Regions from separate parts of the Sus scrofa genome. Here region 2 is linked to region 1. The links are chromatin contacts, called in public Hi-C maps. All regions are on one chromosome and are shown on one strand. Each heading gives the region's core, a stretch centred on a gene start, on an enhancer-like site or on the middle of the called end of the contact. The rest is flanking DNA. Distances are from core to core; before and after follow the strand shown.

The links. A called contact is a pair of places that touch in the nucleus more often than the background predicts.
Region 2: a Hi-C map of retroperitoneal adipose tissue shows a contact between it and region 1, with 1.8 times the contacts expected there. The contact joins the promoter of TGFBR2 here to the enhancer-like site in region 1. A contact is called at or near these places in 6 of 47 Hi-C or Micro-C datasets (embryonic fibroblasts, fetal heart ventricle, heart right ventricle and 1 more) and 2 of 2 datasets of contacts at active chromatin or transcription factors (alveolar macrophages and skeletal muscle).

The regions. Positions count from the first base shown.
Region 1 is chr13:16,556,531-16,561,918 of Sscrofa11.1, forward strand. No RefSeq gene overlaps it. Among named protein-coding and RNA genes, the nearest start is that of TGFBR2, 230 kb to the right of the region's middle. Within about 2 kb of position 3,176, at least 2 of the 83 cell types and tissues checked have an H3K27ac peak or open chromatin away from gene starts, as enhancers often do. A contact at or near this core is called in retroperitoneal adipose tissue, where this site is marked.
Region 2 is chr13:16,781,486-16,787,007 of Sscrofa11.1, forward strand. It overlaps TGFBR2 (TGF-beta receptor type-2), which reads left to right and starts at 2,885. Exons shown (of 7, transcript XM_021071493.1): 1 at 2,885-3,175. The coding sequence starts at 3,082.

The sequences.
Region 1 (5,388 bases), core at 1,926-4,425:
ACAACTCAAGTGCCCATCAACAGATAATTGGGTTAAGAAGATGTAATATATATACACAATGGAATACTATTTAGCCATATATACATGAAAATGTGGTACACACACACACAATGGAAAATTGCTCAGCCATAAAAAAAGAATGAAATAATGCTATTTGTAGCAACAAGGATGGACTAGAGCTTATCACACTAAGTGGTGAAGTAAGACAAAGACAAATATATGATATCACTTTTATGTGGAATTTCTGATTTTTTAAAATGATACAAATGAACTTAGTTACAAAACAGAAACAGACCCACAGACATAGAAACCAAATTTATGGTTACCAAATGGGAAAGGGGGAGAGGGATAAATTAGAAATTTTGAATCAACAGATACACATTATTATATATAAAAATATACAACTGAAAAGGACCTACTGTGTAGCACAGGAGACTATATTCACTATCTTATAATAACCTATAATAGAAAAGAACTTTAAAACAATGCATATATATATGTGTATGTATGTATAACATAATCACTTTGCTGTACACTAGAAGCTAACACAGCATCATAAATTAACTATAATTTTTAAAAATGCATATGAAATGTAGAAAAAGATACAAAAAATAATGAAATAGACATTCCATGTAGCATGAATTATTTTGTTAGCAAACATAACTTTTCTCATGGCTACCTTCTCCTCTCCCACACAGCCATGTTTACCTTTTTCCAATCCTGCCTCATTCTAGACTACTTTATGGCCCCTACAAAGCCTAAAACTCCCCCCACCCCCAGAATGTAATTAGGAGAATTCATGACTGCCACAGGTTTGAGCAATTTACTGAAAAACATGAGCTTTCAAACTGGGAGCCTCAGTTTAACATAAATAGTAAGGAGGATGGACAAATTGTAATCAATAATTGAAAACTCTTGCTAGGGACATTCAGTCTGAGTAAAGCAGAATATTCTTTTGCATTGGAATTATCCCAACCTGGTATGGTTGCATTTATCAGAGCCTATTTGGCAATTAAATATCTCTGATCAATAAAAATAGCAAATAAAATGGTTTCTGAATAAAGATACGGAGCCCTCCATCACCCAGCACCCTGCCCTTCTCACTGTATTAGTGTGTTGGAGGGGGGAGTGAGGGGGGCAGTGGTTAAGACAGTTGGAATGCGACTTGGCCCGTTTTTTCTCTTTTTCAAATCTTGGGTTCAAAGTGAAGTTAGTGATTATCTTCAATGTGGGCCACATTTTTATCATTAGTTCACGTATATTACCTTGTTTCATAATTTTAAGTTTTTTCGCTTTAATCCTCATTTCCCAGTCTCATTCTATTCCCCTTCCCTACCTTTGGCAATGATTCTGAATCTTCACATGTGTAGCTGTCCCTCAGTAGCTGTGGGGGATGGATTCCAGGAGCCTTTGGATACCAAATTCCAAAGATCCTCAAATCCCTTACATAAAATGAAGTATTTGCGTAGAACCTGAGTACATCCTCTTGCATATTTTAAATCATCTTTAGATTTCCTATCACATTTAATACAATGTAAGTGTTATGTAAATAGTTGCTAATGAATGGCATGTCAAGTTTTGCATTTTGGAATTTTCTGGAATTTTTTTCTGAATACTTCGGATCCTTGGTTGGTCCAATCTATTGCTGTGGAACCCTTGGATACAGAGGGTCAGCTATGTATCTTTCTGTTTGTATGTGTTCTTTCAAGGTATATACTGATAGTTTTGTGTTGTATTTTTAAATTATATAAATAGTGTTGTTATATCTCATTTATTTCTTATTTTTGCACTCAGCACTTCTCTAATTACATCATCCATTCATGTTCTCACATATATCTATTATCCATTGCTTCCCATTGCTATCTAGTACTTGGGGTTTATACCCACTACTGGGTTTTTTCCCATCCACTCAAGGGTGGAAGCTCAAATTGCTCCCAGTTCTCCATGACTACCAATATCCCTAAAAAAGAAAATCTATATACATACTCCCTTATGTGCAAATCTTATGGTGCCATCCTAGGCAGTCCGTTGTCTCTAATTACCACTAAGATACTATTTAAGGGCTTAAAGCTGAGGAAAGACTTGACCATGTTCTGTCTTAGGAGTGACTAGATGTTGTATGTAAATGATGATGTGCTTGGATGAAACAAAACTGAAAGCCAGGTGATCAGGTAGAGTCCTGTTGATCATCCAGGCAAAGGCTGGAACGGAACCAAAGTCAGAAGGAGGGGGAGGGCAGGGTGAGATGGCTGGCGAGCAGTTCAGGGGCTAAAAGGAGACAGCATTGGTGACGGACTGGATAGAGAAGGAAGTCAGAGCTTGAAATCTAGAATGATTCCTACACTCCTGGGTCTTATAACTGGGGGAAAAGATGGTTGCATTCCAGATAAGAAATGCCAGAAAAGGAACAGGTTAGGGGAGATGATGAAAGAAATAAGCATATCCATCTAGGATTTAATGTCAAACAGAAGCTCCCAAATGAGTTTCAGCTGTGTGTGTGTGTGCACATGTGTTTTAATTTCTTTTCTCCAAAAGCAGTGTACATTTCCCTAATATATTAGATCTGAGAGCCTGTTTTATTTTGCCCTCTACACCTAATATATGTAAGTGTATTTTAATCAAATTCTAAATACACCCAGAGGGTTTGCTTATCATTTGAATTTCCTGAGGCATCCCTCATTCCCATGAGGGGCTAATAATCTGATAATTTCAGGTCTTTAATGCTAGAAATATTGGTAAGAACAGTTAAATAACTTCTTAAAGACTCTATTAGTCATATTTGTTTTCTACTTTGACTATAATATGAGTTTTTTCCATTATCCCTTCTCATACACAAACCCACACCTCCCTGTTTCAGGAAGCCTTCAAAAATGACGTGTTATCCTTCAAAACGCATCCTTGATATGTTATCCTTCAAAAGACAAACTTCATATCTAAAAGCATCACCTCAATCGCTTAGCTTCTAGTAGGAAGATACCTGCCTTGGTTTTTGAGATAAGGTTAAATGAAGCCAGAAGGCTCCTGTGTTCTATCTTATTGATCTCCCCTGCTAGACTGTTCTCCCAGAGTCTTCCCACCGGGTTGAATCCATGCCTCCTGTTATGGGCATGAGCTCTCAGATGTGAAAGAGGCAGCAACCTTTTTCATTAGGTGAGCAGATGGGGTGAAACCTCCATCTAACTGCAGGGGAGGGAGCAGCCTACCTGGGAAGCAGTGGTGAGGCTGAGCCTGCTGGGCCCCTGGTACCCAAGGCAGAACAACACTCCCCAGAGGAAGGGAAGATTCCAGGGAACAAGGGGACAGGGTCAACATGACACAAGAGTAACAGCGATTTCAAGAGGGTGTGATGGGAAGGAACCACAGAGGAAGCTATTCTTGAATGCAGTCCTGAGAACTAATAGCTCTGACAAAAATTCAAGCAGCACAGCTCTTTGATATCTGTAATATCTGGGAAAATCTGAACACGATTGGTTTGATTTGAAAATTGCCTCAATGCTATAAACGGTTTCCTGATGGGAAAACCTCCAGCATTTGTATTAATCATGTAATTGTCACAGATCCATTCCAGTGGAGTTTTGTGTTGCTGCTGCTATTTATAGTATTTATTCCTTCTGGGTAAATTTGAGCACATTTGGTGTTCTAAAAACCAACTCAAAAATCTACTACTACATGAAAGTTCTAATGAGAATAACTGTTTCCACTTAACAGGGAGTTACTATGCATCAGGTAATGATTTGTCCTCATGAGAATACCCTAAGTTAGGTATGGTCACACCAATTTTGAAAAATTAGAAAAATGAATCAGGAGTCTGGGATTAACATATACACACTACTAGACATGGACTAGATGAGTAACACGGACCTGCTGTATAGCACAGGGAACTCTCCTAAATATTCTATGATAACCTCGATGGGAAAAGAATCTGAAAAATAATGGATGTGTGTAAGTGTATAACCGAGTCACTTTGCTGAACCCTTGAAATTAACACGAAGTTGTAAGTCAACTATACTCCCATAAAATTTTAAAAATAAATAAATGAAGTATAATCTATTAAAAATATTGAATTGCTATGTTGTATACCTGAAACTATGTAAATCAACTATACTTTAATAAAAAATAAAATAAAAACAAAAACAACAAATACCACCAAATGACAAATAAATAAAGTGGAACACTGATCAAAAAAAAGAAGGGAAATTGAGCTACAAGAGGATGAGGGAATTGTCCATGTGTTCTTTCACAAATTTACAAAAAATACTGGTGCTGAGGCCTAATATCCAGCTACAATTATTCTTTTATTTTATTTTATTTTTATAATAGTATAGTTGATTTACAGTGTTGTATCAATTTTTTTTATTTGTTTTCCCACTTCTTACATTTCTAAAGAACAAGCTTGGGTGATTTTATATCTTTTGTGGGAAGCATAAAAAACCTGGGAACATTGGGAATTCCTGTTGTGGCTCAGCAGGTTAAGAACCCAACATAGTATCCCTGAGGATGTGGGTTCAATCTCTGGCCTTGCTCAGTGGTTTAAGAATCTGGTGTTGCTGCAAGTTGCAGCATAGCTCTCAGATGCAGCTCAGATCCAGCATTGCTTGACTGTGGCGTAGACAGGCAGCTGTAGCTCAGATGCGACCCCTAGCATGGGAGCTTCCATATGCTGTGCTTGTGGCCATGAGAAGAAAAAACAAAAACAAAAAACCTGGGAACATCAAAGTCAAGCCATGCTTAGAACTTCTTCCTGGTATGCTGATATACTTACTGCCTAAAACTTTTCCAATATATCATCATGCCCTTAACAGTACAGCTTAATCAACTCTGGAAACAAATTCATCTTGGAGTCTGAAATGTGTGTCGATGTTTATACATGAAAATCAGGATTTTTTTTTTAAGAAAGCCAAGATTTTTCAAGTCTGTGAATAGATAGATCCAAATAGTGTGGCAACTTGAAAAAAATCATATGATTAAATCATTAGAGATCCACTACAAAGTCCAAGTGAATATAAAAATAGAAAGAAGAAGTATTTTATCAGCCCTGGGATCTAGAAAAATGACCCCAGCTATAGAATAGAAACTTCGAGGAATTTCTACGATACAGCACAGATCAAGAGCAGACCTAGGAAGCCTCCCTGTTCCCAGAGCTGATCAATGATAATCTGTTGTTACCTGAGCAGTTTCCTTGTGGGCTTAACCCCACTTCAAGCTAAGAATTCCTTCCAACCACATAGAATCCATATTTCCTGCATCCTTCTGTCTCTGCATACTTATATTGGTATTGTTTACCTCATTTCTGGTGAGCAGTATTCTCTCTCCAAGGGAGTGTTGGTGAACACAGCTCTCTTCTTTTTCATGTTACCAATAATGTTTTTGTTCCACAGTGATGCACCC
Region 2 (5,522 bases), core at 1,635-4,134, 220 kb after region 1:
CATTTTCCATCTGTATCTTAACCACCTATGTGAATACACAGAAATTTGTATTAAGTTAAATACACAACTTTGTGTGAAGATCACATCTTGATTGAGAGTATCAGAGTGCTCTTTCAGTGAGGCTCCCAAAAGGAAGGTCATACTGACACATTTTTAAGATTGTCCAATTGCAATATACAAGTGTTTACATGGCTCTGATTTCACTGTGATAGTTTCTGAGAGACAAGTTTGCACTTGGCAATGAATTCAGACTTAACTTCACAGGAGATGAGGATTAAATCAGAAATGTTAAAGGCAAACAAAATTAAACCCAACTTTAGTCATATATGAAGACAGAGACCACCAGTTAAATATTCCACCACAGAATCAGATACCTCAAATCTGGCTGATAACAATGTAAAACATTTGTTCTTTGCAACAAATATAAAAAAGAAGGCCTTTGGAGTCAATTGAGCATTTATTTGCCTCCATGTATTTTGGGGAATAAGGAAGTGTATGTATACTCTCCAGAGGAACTTGGGGTGAATTTAGAAGAAAAGAAAAAAAAAAAAAAACCCAAAAAACAAAACCACCTACTTCTCCATTTTTAAGAAAAGGAAGTAGTATGACATCATCCTCTAGTCAGTTTATATCTCAATTTGTTAGGTATTAGAATGCCTTTCCCTGAGTTATAAAATCATTAGAATGATTAATTTATTGAGTTATTGAGGAAATTAATTCCATTTTTTTTTTTATGAATCTTGAGGGCCTCCTTTGTTCATTTATCCAACAAATACCTATTAAATATCTAGGTCCTGGGGATACAGTAGTGAGTGGAAGCTAAGATATCACTCCTGTCCTCAAGAAATCTGGACTTGAGTCCAAAGAGAAGGGAGAGGAAAGAATGGCACAGATTATTACAAAACTACAGCTGTAGTGGGCAGGCCGATGGTGCCAAGGGAATCTATAATAAAATGTCTGCTGGGAGGGGAGGTCAGGGAGAGCTCACCCATCAAGGAAGTCACAATTCACCCCAGTAAGACCAGGAGTTGGCTGGGTGGAGAGGCAAGGAAAGACAGAGGAGGGGAAATGTGCCTGGGGGAAGGGGTGAAGCTGGGGCCTGAGGAACAGAGGCTCGTTCTAGGAGCCTGGAGGTGCTCTCAGCAGGAGAGGAGAAGCCCAAGGGAAGACAGGAGGGGACTCAAAATCACCTTAAAGGATCTGGTTTCTCCCTGTCTCTAGAGCAGCAGGAAGCCATTGAGTGATTTTAATAGAAGGGTTGGTATAATCAGGTTTGCTTTTTGAAAATCCAACTTTTTGCTCTGATTTGAGAAATTGAGTGAAAAGGCCCAGAATGGCCCTAACTGGGGACAAGTGCTTGGGAGACCCCTGCTCAAGGGATGATGGTGGGTGGCAGGGGTGGTAGCTGTGGAGGAAACAGGGAGAAGCTGATTTTGAACTCAACTTTCCTCCATGGTTTGAGTGGCTTTGGCGAGGCTGCTGGTGGGAAGGAAGATGTCCAGCCCTGGTGATTTCACCACACTTCCTGCTCCTAAATTAAAGAGCTAGGAAGTAGTCTTTTCCTAAAAGACACATTCAGAGGCAGCTGCAGGGCTGGGTGGAACAATGGTGACAAGACTTAAGGCTCCAGGATCAAGCAGAAGAACGTAGATTGATAGGGAAGATTTCAGGGGTTGGGTTTCCAGGGAGAGTTAGTTGCCTTTATTCTACGTAAGCCTGGCCACCTGCCTCTGCAAACAAGTTTTCTCTCAGATAAAGGAGTTTATTGTGAAAGGTCTCCTGATGGGAACGCTGTACTTGGAAGGCTGAAAGTAGGGTGAGCATATAAGTCATTATCCAACTGAGACACATGGGAACAAGAAAAGGGTTCTATTAATAATTTAGTTTTGGAACAGATGTACATCAGAATGGTTTGGGGCAAACCTGGTCAACCTAGCAAGTAGGGAAAGTTTAAAGTTGGTCCTGTTCTGCTACCACCAATGTCCCCCTTTTCAGGGGACAGACTCAGGGTTCTCTCCTGTCACAGAGCATTAGAAGGCAAGACCTGGCACTTAGCTGAGTCCCAGGCCACTATTTTCACACTTTCTGCCATACCTGACACACAATGAAGGTAACATTTTCCACTGTTACCACTCTGTGATGTCTTACCATGTACAATTACACACTGAGTCACCCCCAGGAAAAAAAGGCGGTTCAAAATGGGAGATATCATCCAAGAGCTTATCAAAATGCTGTCTCTTAGAGGAACTGAGGCAGAATCCGCATTTTAACGAGACTTTCAGGGAGTCCATAAGTACATTAAACTTGGAGACAAAGTTTTGGACTTTCTCCTTCAGTAACAAACATGTATCACAATGTGACAGTGTAGGCATACATAATTGAAACAAAAGTTTAAGGAGACAATACTCTTCTATTTGAAAACCAAAAACGTGCTCACAACTCAGGTTTCAGCACCCACTGCTGGGTTGCCCCTGGGAGTTTGAAAACTCCGTTCTAAAGCACTGAAGAACAAACTCAAAAAGGGTAGTGGGGAGGGGAGAATGCTTCGCAGGGGTGCTTTGGAAAGGGTTCATGCTTTCTGCGTTCAGTGACTTTCTGTAACCCTTGCACTAGGTCGCTCCACAGTAGGTCCTCGAGCGAGGAACCGGCAACAGCAGCGAGGGGTAGCTCAAAGTCTGCCAGAGCCCCGGAGGGGCAGTCCCGGGGACGTGATTGGCAGCTGCGAGGGAGGGCGAGGGCCGGGAGCCGGGCCGGGGGAGCAGGCTCCGGGGCGGCGAGAGGTCCTGCCCAGCTGTTGGCGAGGAGTTTCCTGTTTCCCCCGCAGCGCCAGGGAGAAGTCGTGAGTCACTCGCGCGCCCGGCCCGACGACACCCCGCGCGCGCACCCGCCGGCCGGGCCGGCCTCCCGCGCACCCCCTCGGCCGCCCGGGCCCCTGCGCCTCGCCCGCTGCTACCCCTGCGCGCGCCGGGCGGCGCCACATCTGGCCGCACCGCTGCCGGCGCCCGGCGCGGGTCCGGAGGGCGCGGGTGGAGGCGCAGCGGGCGCGCTCGGGCCGGTCTATGCCGAGCGGCGGGGGCTGCCATGGGCCGGGGGCTGCTCGGGGGCCTGTGGCCGCTGCACGTCGTCCTGTGGACGCGCATCGCCAGCACGATCCCGCCGCACGTTCCCAAGTCGGGTGAGTGGCCCCTACCCGGTCTCGGCGCTGGGGTCCCCGGGTCCCCACCGGGTTGCGCTTGACAGTGGCCCGGGCTGCGAGCGCGGGCGGAAGCCGGGACGTGTCCCCGATCCCCGCGGCCCGGCGCCCCGCGCGGGGACGTGTGCGTTTTTCTTTTCCAAAAACCCGGAGAGTGGCCGTGGCGGGGGGCGCGGGGCGCACCCGGCCCCCTTTGTGCGGGAAGGAAGGGCGCCGTGCCGGCAGTCCTGGCCGCCCCCACCCCCGGAAAGGGAAGTTTGAGAAGTTGGTGATCGGCAGAGTCAGGACGCGGCCCGGGCGGCCTCTGAGCAGCGGGCACACCTGGTTCCCGGCCCAGGATCGCTTAGCAGCCCCTAAAGGGCAGGACACCCCATCCTCAGCTCCTGGCAAAGGCCACATGCCCCTACGTCGGCTGGCTTCTTGGCCTGGAGTTACTGAAAAAAAGTTTCAAGAAAAGGAGCGTTGGCAAAAGAAAGTTTTCTGGCTCCACTGCTGGCTTGGAGTGGATGGGGCAGGGAGTGGGGGTTGTCAGGTGGAAGACAGAGTATTTACCGAGTGCCTGCTAGGTACTGGTGCTTGGTGCTGCGTGCTAGGTGCTGGAGATGTTGCCTGAACCGAACAACCCCGCCTTCCAGGTTTAGAGGTTCATTACGTTTGGTGGAAAGGAAGGGTTAAAATCCTAAATCCCCTACCCACCTGATCTTGATCTCTAGAGAGTTTTGAGGAGAGAAAAAATGCAAGAATTGCGTTCTTACTGATTTATTATGGAAAGTACCAAACCTCTGAGACCTTAAACGTTAGAAATTTTGTACCTCTGATCTACAGAACTGAGGAGCTGCATCTAGGGTCTGGTAACTGAGTCTTTGGACCTTTCTGGGCCTCAGTCTCTGCATCTGTGAAATGATGTGGTTAGACTTGGATCATTTTCCGTTCCTTTCATCTTTAATACCTAATGTCTCTCTTTTGCCCTTTGGTGACCTGGAGATGCACTGTATAGATTTGGAATAACTTGTAGAAGATCTGACAGCCCCTGTGGCTCTAAGGCACACACTTTGTTTACCAAGGACCAGAGGCAGACTTCCCTTTAGTTTTGTTTAGAAGAAATTTGCACCATGTTCTCCATGGGACAGTTCAGAGTACTTGAAGTGGATTGAGAACTTTTAAAAATTGTCTTATATCGAGGGTGGCGTGAGGATGGGAGTTTCTGATGGAATGAGGAAGAAGCACTATTATAAACAAAAAATCCTAATGCAAATTTGTGTTCTACAGTTTAATAAAATCCCGCTGCTTTATTCTTGGATGTTTTCTTACATTGCAGTACCAGAGTGTTCAGTTCTCTCTGATTGTACATGAGACTCTTAAAAACTGAGTTATAGTTTGCCAATAAATATTTTAATGGGCACCCTTAATTTTCTATGTACATTGAAAGTCATTAAAACTTTTGTTTCAGATTACGAAAGAAGGAAATTAGCAGGCCCTGATTTTGTTAGGTTTTGTTTACAAGGATAAGATTTATGATTTGCAGATTCCAGGCTCAGTAGTTCATGAGTCAGTTTTAGTTCATCTCTATACACACTTTTAAATAATTAGCTTAAAAGTCTACTGGTGCTTTATTTGGGCTTTTCAACAGTGTTACAAACCCTGCAGACGTCATATTTCTGTGGAATTAAAGCCTCAAAATGGTTGAGCTAAGGAATCGTTTTGAATTAGTATTCATTTGAAATTATATTTTTGAAGATAATTGAAGGTCAAAGGTAGCTCTAATGAAGACAAGAAACGTAATTCCACTTGCATTGCATTTTCCAGGGAAGTAAATAGTTTCAGATTTTCCTAACATAATCGGTAAACTGTAAAGACATTTTTTTCAAAATATGTTAATGCATGATAAGATAAAAGGAAATGAAAATGTTTACAGCCTCATCTCAAGTTACTTAAAAAAAATCCATCTTATGTTCAGTATATTGACAAGTGAGCAGAAGATTTCAGCATAAGAGCAAACTTCACTAAGATATATACTTAAATGTTTTTTAGTTTTTATTTTTGACTTAGTAGATTCACTCTTCCTATATGCTCCAAATTTAATAATTATTCTTGGAGGGAAAACTTTAAATGTTTGAAAACGCTTCATATATGAAAATATGACTTTTACTTTTCAAACACCTAACAAGAGATTCTTGTTGAGAACTCAGTGTTGGTAAAAGTGTCATATGGATAAAATTCTTTCTCCAAATCACTGCTGATTTTGTTAGAGTCACAGACAGGAAACCACTAGGTCCAGAATTTGATCTTTGGTCTATGGTCTATTTGTTTTTATTCCCAGAAAGCGCAT